Linked DNA regions of Pan troglodytes: region 2 is linked to region 1. The links are chromatin contacts, called in public Hi-C maps. All regions are on one chromosome and are shown on one strand. The core of a region is the stretch at or near the end of the contact, and the rest is flanking DNA. Distances in the headings are between cores, read along the strand shown. Region 1 holds the start of LOC107972755 (actin nucleation-promoting factor WAS). Region 2 overlaps BCOR (BCL6 corepressor).

What was found. A called contact is a pair of places that touch in the nucleus more often than the background predicts.
Region 2: a Hi-C map of stem cell-derived neural progenitor cells shows a contact between it and region 1, with 5 times the contacts expected there. The contact joins the enhancer-like site here to the promoter of LOC107972755 in region 1. A contact is called at or near these places in 4 of 7 Hi-C or Micro-C datasets (blood, induced pluripotent stem cells and stem cell-derived neural progenitor cells), 1 of 1 datasets of contacts at active chromatin or transcription factors (stem cell-derived excitatory neurons) and 1 of 1 other capture datasets (stem cell-derived neural stem cells).

What each region holds. Positions count from the first base shown.
Region 1 is chrX:40,529,400-40,534,443 of NHGRI_mPanTro3-v2.0_pri, reverse strand. It overlaps LOC107972755 (actin nucleation-promoting factor WAS), which reads left to right and starts at 1,735. Exons shown (of 1, transcript XM_016947537.4): 1 at 1,735-5,044. The coding sequence starts at 2,256. The coding sequence ends at 3,353. The region is part of intron 1 of BCOR (BCL6 corepressor); the gene reads left to right.
Region 2 is chrX:40,578,940-40,584,133 of NHGRI_mPanTro3-v2.0_pri, reverse strand. The region is part of intron 1 of BCOR (BCL6 corepressor); the gene reads left to right. Among named protein-coding and RNA genes, the nearest start is that of BCOR, 22 kb to the left of the region's middle. Within about 2 kb of position 3,578, at least 12 of the 24 cell types and tissues checked have an H3K27ac peak or open chromatin away from gene starts, as enhancers often do. A contact at or near this core is called in stem cell-derived excitatory neurons, stem cell-derived neural progenitor cells and stem cell-derived neural stem cells, where this site is marked.

The DNA.
Region 1 (5,044 bases), core at 486-2,985:
GAAGCTCCACATGTAAATGGGTTGGCAGCTGGCGATTAGGCCGCCCGATTTTATGAGTCATAATGGGCCTCCCGCCTGGCCCTCAACCTGCTCGCTGTGGATCCGGCGCGCTTGGGGCCCAAGTGGTGGACCATTCCGGCCGCGCAGAGGGACATGCTTCTGGGGGCCCAGGCCGCCGAAGGAGTTGAGAAGGACTTTCTCTCCTTTCTTGTAGAAGGCAACACAAACACCCTAAATCAAACCGCTCCGACAACCGAAGGCTCCACACAGACACATCAATAAGGATTTCGCCTCCCGCGTATGAACGCACAGAAACACTTGTCCTATTTTTATGCAAATGACACCACACAAATAGATCTCTCAGGCCCGGGAGAGGGGCGGGAGGAGGAGGGGCGCAGCCACCCCAGCCAGGGGGCTGTGAGAGGGGAGGGGCGCCAAACCCGCACCCCAGGGCCCACGCCGGCTCGGGCGCAGCGGGGCTGGCACTGGTCAGGCGGCCCGCCCCGCGGGCAGTGGCTCCCTGCCAGCGCCGCCAAGTCGGCCGCGTCCCCAGGCTGCCTGCAGAGGCGGATTAGGGAAGGAGCGAAGCGAGCCTGTGACTAATCGCGGGGCCTCGGACCGGAGCACCAAGGCCATGTGCGACTGACAGGACCGACACTAGCAGAGGACACGGCGACGCCTCGCTTAATTGCAGGCTTAAAAAATTGCCGCCTGAGCAGCTCTGGCGCGGAGAGCCACGGCTTGCGCGTCGAGCTAGGGAGCGCGCGCGCTTGGGTGGGGGCGGGGGTTCCTGCTCTCTCGCTCCAAGGTTGGAACGTTTGGCGTCTCCTGGACCGAGGGACCTGGCCCTTGCGTCCCCCACTCTGCTGGGTCGCCCCGCCCCGCGTGCCGACCAAGTGTGGCTGAGCCCGCCAGGAGAGTACGATCCAGCCTCCAGGGCTAGGTTTCTGACCCGACCCTTTCCCTCTAAAGCCGACGTTTCCCCGCTTTCGCCCTAGATCCTATACGGGAGGGGGCTGTGCAGTTGGGGGTGACAGATTCCAACAAATCCTAAAAATAAAAACCACACGCACGAAAGAAACACTTTCTCTTCCCTCCCCTTCCTTCTTCACCGACTGATACAAAGCCCCGAATGACCAAAGGGAAAGAGGTAAGTCGGGGCTGCAGGGAGCGAGGTCATCGAGTGCCAAAACCTCGGGGCTCACAGACACGCACTCTGGGTTCTTCACCCCTGGTCACAGTCTCTGTGGCCCAGACCTTCCTGGAGCACTGGGGCCTCTCGGGGGCGAAGGGAGAAGCGTCGGGAGGCCGGCGGCTCTGTGTTGGGGAGGGGGAGTGGGAGGGAGCGGAGAACCCAGCGAGAGAAGTTTCCACCACGCTCTGGCCGGCTGCTGCCAAAATCCCCGGACCCCTCCCCGCCTGCACCGCCTTCCGTTGCCACCACAAGTTTGGTTTAACGAGAGCTCGGGACAAAAGCAAACGTTTTCTATAGACCCCGAAAACAAAGGGGAAAGAGACGCGCGGGGCCGCGGAGAAGCGGCTGCTAGCGTAATGGTGCCAGGCCGAAAGCAGAGCATTAGAACTGCAAAAGCCGCGCGGGCGGGAGGAAGTGCGAGGCGGGAGGCGGGAGCGCGGGGAGGGCGGGAGGCGGGAGCGCGGGGAGGGCGGGAGGCGGGAGCGCGGGCGGGGGAGGGGCGCTGCGCCATGTTTCCGTGTCACCCGCCGAGTCGCCGGCGCTGGGCTCGGCCGCCGGCTCCCGCCTGCCTCCGTAACAGCAGAAAGCGTGCGATTAGCAGCCAGACAGGAGGGGACTCCGGGCCCGCGGGGCCGCCGCACACGCCGCCCGCGGCCCGAGCCCGCGCCCCCCCGCCCGCAGGGTAATCATCCTCCTCGCTGCAGCGCTGTGTGCACTCTCATTAGAGCAGGGAGGCTTTTCTCTGTGCACTCGCTCGGCTCCCGCTGGCAAAACAACGCCTTCCCCGGCCGGGCCCTGGGCCAGGAGAGTCGGGGAGGGTGGGACGGAGGTGGGGGGTGGGTGAGGCAGGGCAAGCCTTGCAGGTCAGCTCCGCCGCCCGATCTCCTTCGGACACGGAGGAGACGGGGAGCGTCCATTGGCCCTTCCCTAGGTGGAGTGGCAAAGTCCGAGCCCCGCAGCCGACCCTACGTCCCTACGTGGAGCGGGGCGGGTGGAGTACCGGTGCCGCCATGACCTACTCCTGTCCCCCGCCGGAGGCTAGAGTAGGGCTGAGGGGGAGATGAGTGTGTCTGGTTTGGAGAGCGGGGGCGGACACAGGGAAGGCTCCCAAAACAGGTTTTGCCCCATCTGTTTTATGAACGACCTCTTCAGGCCAGAAGCCGGATCCCAGGGGTGGCGGCCCTTCGACCTTCGAAAAGAGACCCAGGCCCCCAGCAGGCCCTCTGGCTTCGCGCTCTGTCGCCTGCAGTGGGTGGGAGATGGGGGTGGCCGAGGCTTGGCTGCTCCTGGCCCTGAGCTTCGGAGCCCTATTTTCTTCTCCGCGATCTCTGCACACAACAGTAGGCAGCCTCTCACAGCAGCACGCGCCCAGCTGCAGGGCCTGGGAGCAGGTGTTCCTGCCCGGCCGGAGTGGCGGCTCCGCGCCCCTCCCGTCCCAGCTGCGGAGCTGCGAGCGGTGCGGGGGGGCGTGCTTATGGTGGTAGCAGAGGGACAGGGACATCTCATCGGACCGCAGGAAGGGTCCTCCCGGCTTACACCGGGATACCGCAGGGCCCGGGTGGTCGCCTGGGGCGAGGAGGGATCAGGGGTGACGCGCGGCCAGCCCTCGTCTGGAACAGCCCTGGGGCCAGCGGAGGCCGCTCGGGGCGGCGCGAGGGCTTCCGGTCCCCGTGACTGCGGCGGCGGCGGCGGGGCGGCCGCGAGGAGCACCCTCCCCTGGCTGCTGCCGCCGCGCGGCTCTCGGAACGGCGCCCCAGGAGCCTCTCTGCGTCTGGCAGCGCCGCTTTCGGCTTGCGCTGGGATGGGGGCCGCAGGGTGGTCTCGGCCCAGCCCCCACGGGGAGGGGCGGGGAGGCGGGGTCCGCAGACCCCGCGGGAACGGCCGCGCGCCTCCCAGCCCCCCCTCCTCGCCGCCGCCGCCGCTGCTGCTGATATGGCGGGCACGTGAAGCGCAGCTCGGCGCCCCGGCGCCAGCCAGGGAGCGGCCTGCCCCGCCGACTCAGCTTACCCGCGGGCCCAGGAACGCGGAACCGAGCCTGGCCGGGCCCCGCGGAGCCCGCACCTCCGCCCCCAGCTCGCTGCGGCCCCGCACCCCCTCCCCGCCTGAGCCCGGCCTTGGGGCCGCGCCAGGCGGCTCGCCCGAGGGGAACTCGGGCTGACTAATGGGACGCGTGTGGGCCTTACGTGAGGCCCGGCTGTCAGCGGATGCCCGCTTGCTCGGAGCTTAGACCGCGGCCAAGCTTTTCGGGGAAGGGCGAGAGGAGGGGTTTCCCCGCTGGGCGGTTTCGGCTCCCCAGGGACAATCCGGCCGCGGCAGGCCCCAACCTTTGGATCTTGCAGCCTGGCCTGGAGACGGTAGACTTGGCATGTGCCGGACGCCACGGTGCCGACCCGGTCGGGGGCAGGGGGTGGGAGCCTCGGGGTTGTGGGCTGGGGGTGGGCAGAGGCTAGGTCAGCTTGGTCTGGGGCGCCCGCCTTGAGGTTTGCATTCTGGGGCTAGCCACTGGGCCGGGGGGAATTTGCAGGGCGCTCTGAGGTCGTGGAGTCTGATACCAAAACCTTCTTCGACAAAGTCTTCCGGAAACCCCTTCGCGAAATTCCTGTGAGGAAAGAAGGATTTCTAAAACTCCCCGAGGGTCCGGTTCGGCTGGGAGCTTTCGGGTTCTAGGGAGTGTGATTTCCTTTCTCTCCCTTTATAGGGGCCTATAAATATCAGAAGAGTTTCTTCTTATTTCGCATTAACAACCACTTCATGTTGACATAGTTATATGACCCTCCCAAGTATAACTACCTGTTTAGTTTGAAGGCACTGAGTGCGATGGCGAAACACAAACATCGACCAGTAACTAAGAGAAGGAAAACCCAGCCGCGAGCTTGGGTTGGATACAGGATAAATCCTCATCACGCATCCCTGGTTTTATTCAACCTAATTGCACTAGTAATCCTGCCCCCCGCGAGAAAGCCTGAAATCCTGCAGTCGAGGTGCGACTTTTCCTGGGGAGCCCCGCCAATGGGGGGTGGGTTGTCAGTGGAGGGGAGGTGGGTTTTAAATGTCACTTCCAAATGAAAATCTTTCTTTCTTTCTTTTCTTTTTCTCTTTTTCTTTTTTGATCCAGTTTTCGAAAAGAGCATTTTTGCGAGATAAGAAGTGACCGATCAAAATCGCTAAGGGGAGGTTGTAAGCAGCCGCTTTGCCCCAGCTTAGCGTTATCTTATCTCTCACACTTGCATGGCGGAAAAAAAAATTGGCTTATCTTTATCCCCACCCCCTTCTCGCCTTAATTGCTAAAAAACACTAGTGTGTTAAACCGGGAGGAAGGAGGTCTCTGGAGTGTCAGTGGAAAAGGAAGATTCAAAAATGTGGGCTCCCGGGGGAAGCAAGGGTGGCAGAATTTATTCTTTCCCCCAGGCCTTTCTGGTACAACACAGGGTGTAGTCCAGGGTGGAAGGCTGGGTGGTTCTTTTTTTTAATTATTATTTTAAGAACAAAATCTGGGCTTGGCCTTGGGTCGTGTGGCTTCCCCAGGCCTCGCTTTCTGAACTTCTCCCCTCCTTCATCTCTCAAAAGCTGCTGGTGGGTCTGGGTTGAGGCCTCTCACTCTGCCTTCATCCTCCCTCTTCTAGACACATCCTCCTTTTGGGGAGGGGGGGATGCAAGGCTAGGACACATAGCCTGCTGGAAATCATTAAAATATATGCGAGTGTCTGCAAACACACACTTTTAAATCATGGCATTTCCCCTCCACGCTGGTCTATTTAAACTCCAGAGCGAGCTGGATCTCCTCCCTCTCAGTCGTTTGTCTGTGTCACCGACAGGCCGCTAATGGCCGGGCTTCCAGGCGCTGTGCAT
Region 2 (5,194 bases), core at 2,329-4,828, 48 kb before region 1:
AGGGCTTCATGTCCCGTAAAAACACAGGGCTCAAAGCACTTGAAATCAGGAATGTCTTGGAAAATCTGCTACTTCTGGTTGTGAAATCCACGGTATTCTCTAGTAAAGGCAGTAAAGGCTACAGAATATGTGCGGTTCCTCACATTTGCTGTGACATCGGTATGCGCGCAGTGTAGGCTGCCTGCCTCCTAGGACACTCCAAAACCTGAGGTCCAATTTACCAGAAATGGCATTGATGAATGCGGTGCATTCTGAGTGATCTCCCGCTGGGCTCAGGTTGGGAGGTCAGAAGGGCCCCCAAAGGGAGCAGCTAATGCAGGTAGAATCACAATGGTAGAAACAGAGAAGTACCCAGAAACGGTTCCCCATTACCCTTTGTAAACTGGGTTGACACCTCCCACTGGTTCAAGGTTCCAACCAAAGTTTGCATGTTGTTTATCAGCTCAGCTTGAGAGGCAGAATGTGAACTTTTTGGTTTTGTTTTGGTGAAATAGTCTTTCTGCATAACATTTGCACCGGCTTGTTATTCTTATGGAAAACACTTCCTCCACCTACCCTGGGCAGCAGCCACACCAGCCTTTACTTCCTTCTGCAGGCCCTCTTAATTACCTCTCTCTTGCTCCAGTTTAGGCAGCCCCCGGCACTTTGTTCAAGTACAGCAATAAACCCAAGACTGGGCCTAATCCTCTGTGGTCCTGACCTTCCCCACAGCGGGCCTGGAGTCTGGAGGGCCTTCCTGCTCCCCTGATTAGGGCCAAGGACGCAGCTTGATGTGTTTTGTGTTTTCTCCCCTCTGCACACTTGGTACTTTTCAGAGTGCTTCACTAAAAAATCAGATACAAGAAAAAGTTCACATCAGCCCTTTGGAGCCAGGCCTCCGTGAGCTGGGGTCACCCCACCACCAAGCCAACCATTCGACTTCTAAACTGTAGCCAGGGCCAATGGGTTACCGCTGACCTTTTGCACACCGAATTCCTCTCCTAGCGTTAGCTCGGGTGGCCAGGGAGCCTCAGCTGCACCCACCTCCTGCCCGGTCCAGTCCCGATGCCCCTCCCGGGAAGCGCGGTAACCTTAAACGGCACGACAGGCGGCTGGCCGAGCTGGTTCGGTGACGACTCCCTGGAGACAGCGGCTTCGAGCAGCAGGCCCCATCTGCAGCGCAGCTGAACGAGTTAAGCTGCCCCAGGCGTGAGCGTACCAGGCTGGGGCCTGGACAGGAGAGAACCGGCGGGGGGCCCCGGGCCGCCTCAGCCCTAGGATTTCCAAGTTGCAGGGGGAAAGGTGAACCTGACTCCCCTCCCGAAGGGCTGCGTGGGGGGCTCAGAAGACTCCTGTCAGGGGTTGGGGAGGCGCCTCGAAGCGGGGCCCAGAGTGAGGCTGCTGAAAGGGGGCCTGGGAGGTAGGCGGTGCGCCCTCGAGGCCACCTGGTCAGTAAAGGCGCTTCTGTGCTGTACAAGCAAGACAGCAGTTGTAGCACCCGACCCTCGGGCTCCAGTGGCCCACGGTGCAGGCGGGCAGGGGAAGAGTGGCTCTGCGCGCAGCCCCGGGTGCCCTAAGGTTACCTCCTCATCCCCTGCCGCTGCTGTGCCGCCCCAGCCCTACCCCCGCCCCGAAAAAACCCGGCCGCGCGGGCCAGAGCCTAAGCTGCACGGGCTCCTGACCCCGGCTCGCCAGGCTCAGCCCAGTCCGACCCCGCCTCGGCTTCACAAAGGCCACGTGCGGCCAGGGCCGACAAGGAACGACCACGACTCTCAGATCTTTAATTACGCTAGGAGTCCTTACCCTTCCCCCCAACCCATCGCCGGCTTCCAGCCCTTTAATCAATTTCACGATATTAAATATTAATTTCCTGCCAGCCACGGTTTCTCGGAGGAGGGGGAGGGGATGGGCAGGGCAGCTCCGAGGCTGGAATGGCTTTGCAGGGTGTGACCACGACAGCAGGGCGCGGAGGACGCGCGGACTCCTAAGTGAGCTGTGCCCAGAACTCGGAGCCACTGGGTTTTCGCTCTGTAGCTGGGGAACTTGGAGAGTTATGAGCGCCTGGGTGCAGGCCTCCAGGAGGGGCAGCGAGGTGCGCGGAGAGTCCGGGTGTGCTGGGCGACCGCCTCCTGCTCCGCGCGCCCCCCCTCCCCACCCCAGCCGCGAGTCAGCCTCACGCGGGCCCGCGGCGCGCTGCGATGATGGATCGCGCCTGGCGGGGGTGATTTGGTGTTGATCGCACATTATCACTGGCAGGTTGGACTGGTTGCTGATGGACGACTTCTAGCGGCGGCGGCAGCAGCGTCTTCAGACACCGCGCTGGGACTCGCTCGCTCGGCGAGGGTCTTTCCCCCCCCACACCCCCTCCCTACTTCCAGGCGCCAGGAGGGCCTGGGAGTCCGAGTGGGGTCTCCTCGCGTCCAAGGCCGCCCGCTCCTGTCTGGGTCCGGGTGTGGGCTGTTGGCTGGGTGAGGAGAGGAGCCAGGACGCCTCTCCCACTTCCTCCCACTCCTCCTTCCCTTGCCGCCTGCTCCCCACCCCCTTCCTGCTTCCCCACCGAAACCCGGAGGCCCTGGGTCACTCCGCGGGTGATATCCACGCCGCCTGACCCTGGCCGCGGGGGTGCGGACTCCTCTGCTCCGCAGCCCCCGACCCTCTCCCCCGGTCGCAGCAGCCGCGGCACTGCGGTGCGCCCCTTCTCGCCTCTTTTTCTAAAGTGCCTGCAGATACAAAAGCGGTTTCGTAATGCCTTCCGTCTGCGAGAGCCGGAGGACCTTGGCTGACCTTTCGGAAACTGATTGCAACTGCCTGTTAACAGCCCGTACTGACCGCACTGAGCGGAGCGGAGGACAATCATTTAAGTGACAGACGGCGAGGTGGCCCCGGCTCAGTCGAGCGGCCTGGTTAAGCCCGCCCCGCCCCTCCCCCGACCCCCTCCCCTCCCGCAGCTACTCCCCCAGCCCCGGGCGCACTGCGGGCCGCGGCGGGCGCTCGGGCAGGCGGAGAGGACGCGCGCGCGCGTGCGTGTGTGTGTGTGCGCGCGTGTCCACGATTACCGGCCGACGGGTTAACCCTTTGCCGAGCAGCCGGTCCCTTTGAGGCCGGGCGCTGCCGGATTAATCTGCCATCTGCAAAAGAGGAATAACAGGGCCGTCTCCGCCGACTTTCCCTAATGGGTAAACTGTACCCTCTTAGCGTGACCCACGCTGCGTCCCTGCTGCTGCCAGGGAAAGATCCGGACCCTTGGCTCTTCTGCCGCGGCCCTGGGTCCCCTCCCTGCACTCCCCTTCCTCTGCACAGACACAGACACAAGGAACAGCACGAGGGGTCCAAAGGCTCCCAGGGGCTCGCGGTGCAGTGGACGTGGGTGTTCCCGGTGTTTTCTATTTTGGAAACTGGAGAAAGGTGGGGTAGGGGGGACGTAGCGAAAAGCCGAGGTGGGGGAGGGGAGGCTGGTGACAGGGCACCTCGGGCTTCGCTCGCTCCCTCTCTCGGGAGAGATCGCCAGCTGCTCTCCAACAGGCAGCGCCCTGAAATCTATTTAAAGAGAGGGAAAGGGGAGGAGAACAAAGGGGGAGGAGGGGGACGGCGAGCGGAGCCTGGGCGAGAGCGAGCGAGCAGGGAGGATCCGCCGCTCCGCGGGCACATCAAGCGCTCACATCTGTACACTCCGCGATCGATGGGGAGAATGGATAATATTTGTCAGCTGCAGACCTTTCTCTTCCCGGTTCCTGGGGAGGGGAGGGGGCGAGGAGGGGGAGGGGCGGGCAGGCCAGGCGAGAGAGGCCGCCTCAAGGACAGCGCGCTTCCCGCTGCAGCCACACGGAAACCCAGAGCCATGAAAGCCGGGGGATTTTTCTCTTATTATCATTATTAATTATTTTTTATTATTCCAGAGCAGCCCGCGAACGCTCGGTGGCGCCCCTCCCCCGCCGCCTCCCTTTGTTGATTCTCAGCTGCTAGAGCGGCGGGCCCGAGCCGCCACCGCCGCAGAGCACGATCTGCTCTTGCGCCCTCGGTCGCAGCTGCGGCCCAGGAAGCCGGGGCTGCGTCGCCGCCCCCTGCCCCCCACGGCGCGGCAGCCCTCGCACCCCCTCCTCGCCTCCCGCCACGAGGCCAGCCCTGCCTCTCCACTGCCTCTCGCTGCGGCTCCGAGTCCCCAACGCAGAGCAGAGGCACTGGCTGCTGCGGCCCCGAGCTTCCGGCCGCGCGGGGGCCTTTGCCACCCCCTAACCCCCGCAGCTGCACTCTGATGCCGCCGGCCTCACACATGGTCTTCATTTTGCACACTAGCGGCGTGCTTCCTCTCAGCTCCTCTCCTCGGGGCTTTTCGGAGCGAGGAGGGAGGTTTAGAGGAAGTTAGAAACCCAGCGAGCCCAGGGGAAAGGGGGAAAACCCTCGCTCTTAGTCTCAGCTTCCGAGGCAGAGGGAGCGCCCCGCGGGGGGTGGGGCAGAGTCTGGGTGCCCTCCCCTTCCTTGGATGCAGGAAAGGTTAAGTGAGGGGTGGCGGTCGGAGGAGCGACAGATTTGCTTTTGCTCATCCACATGCCTGCTCAGACCGGCCTGGGTATCACTGACCCGGCACCCTCGGAACGGCAGAACCCGGATGGGAGCAGATCCGCCAAGCGGTCATCAAACAAGACCAAAGACATTTCAGCTGTCCCCTACCCTCGGGCGAGGGTGGGGGTGCCCCCTGGGTCTTTGCTTCCTCGCGCACCCCCAGGTTGGAAGGCCAAAGCCGACGCCTCACAGACCGGGGGTCCGGGCCCCCTCTCTAGGGCGGAGGTGTGCAGAAAGCTCTAGTGCGAGTTTACTTGCGGCCTGGCTACCCCCTCCCCCCCCGCTGTCCTGCGATTCCGGGCCAGCCTGCGGCGGCGTCCCCGACTGCTCCGCGGTCCTGGGCAGGGCAGGAAGCTGGCACGGCCGACGGCTGGGCAGGCGCCACTTGGCCGGGCAGGCTGCTCGCTGGAACTCGCGCGGCACCTTCGCGCCGAGTCGGGTTCCTGGGTCTCCAGCCCGGTCACCCTGAGCGGTTTCACCCCCCACTTTGACCATCGGCCTCCCTCGGAAGTCTCCCTGTCTCCTCCCGCCCTCTCGGCTTTTCCCTTCCTCATTCTGTCTCGGGAGCTCCTTAATGCAGTCAACCGCCCTTCCCGAGATTCAAAAAGAAGTTTTGTGTTTCCCCGGGGGCAGCCGCCTAATGCTTCCCTTGTTT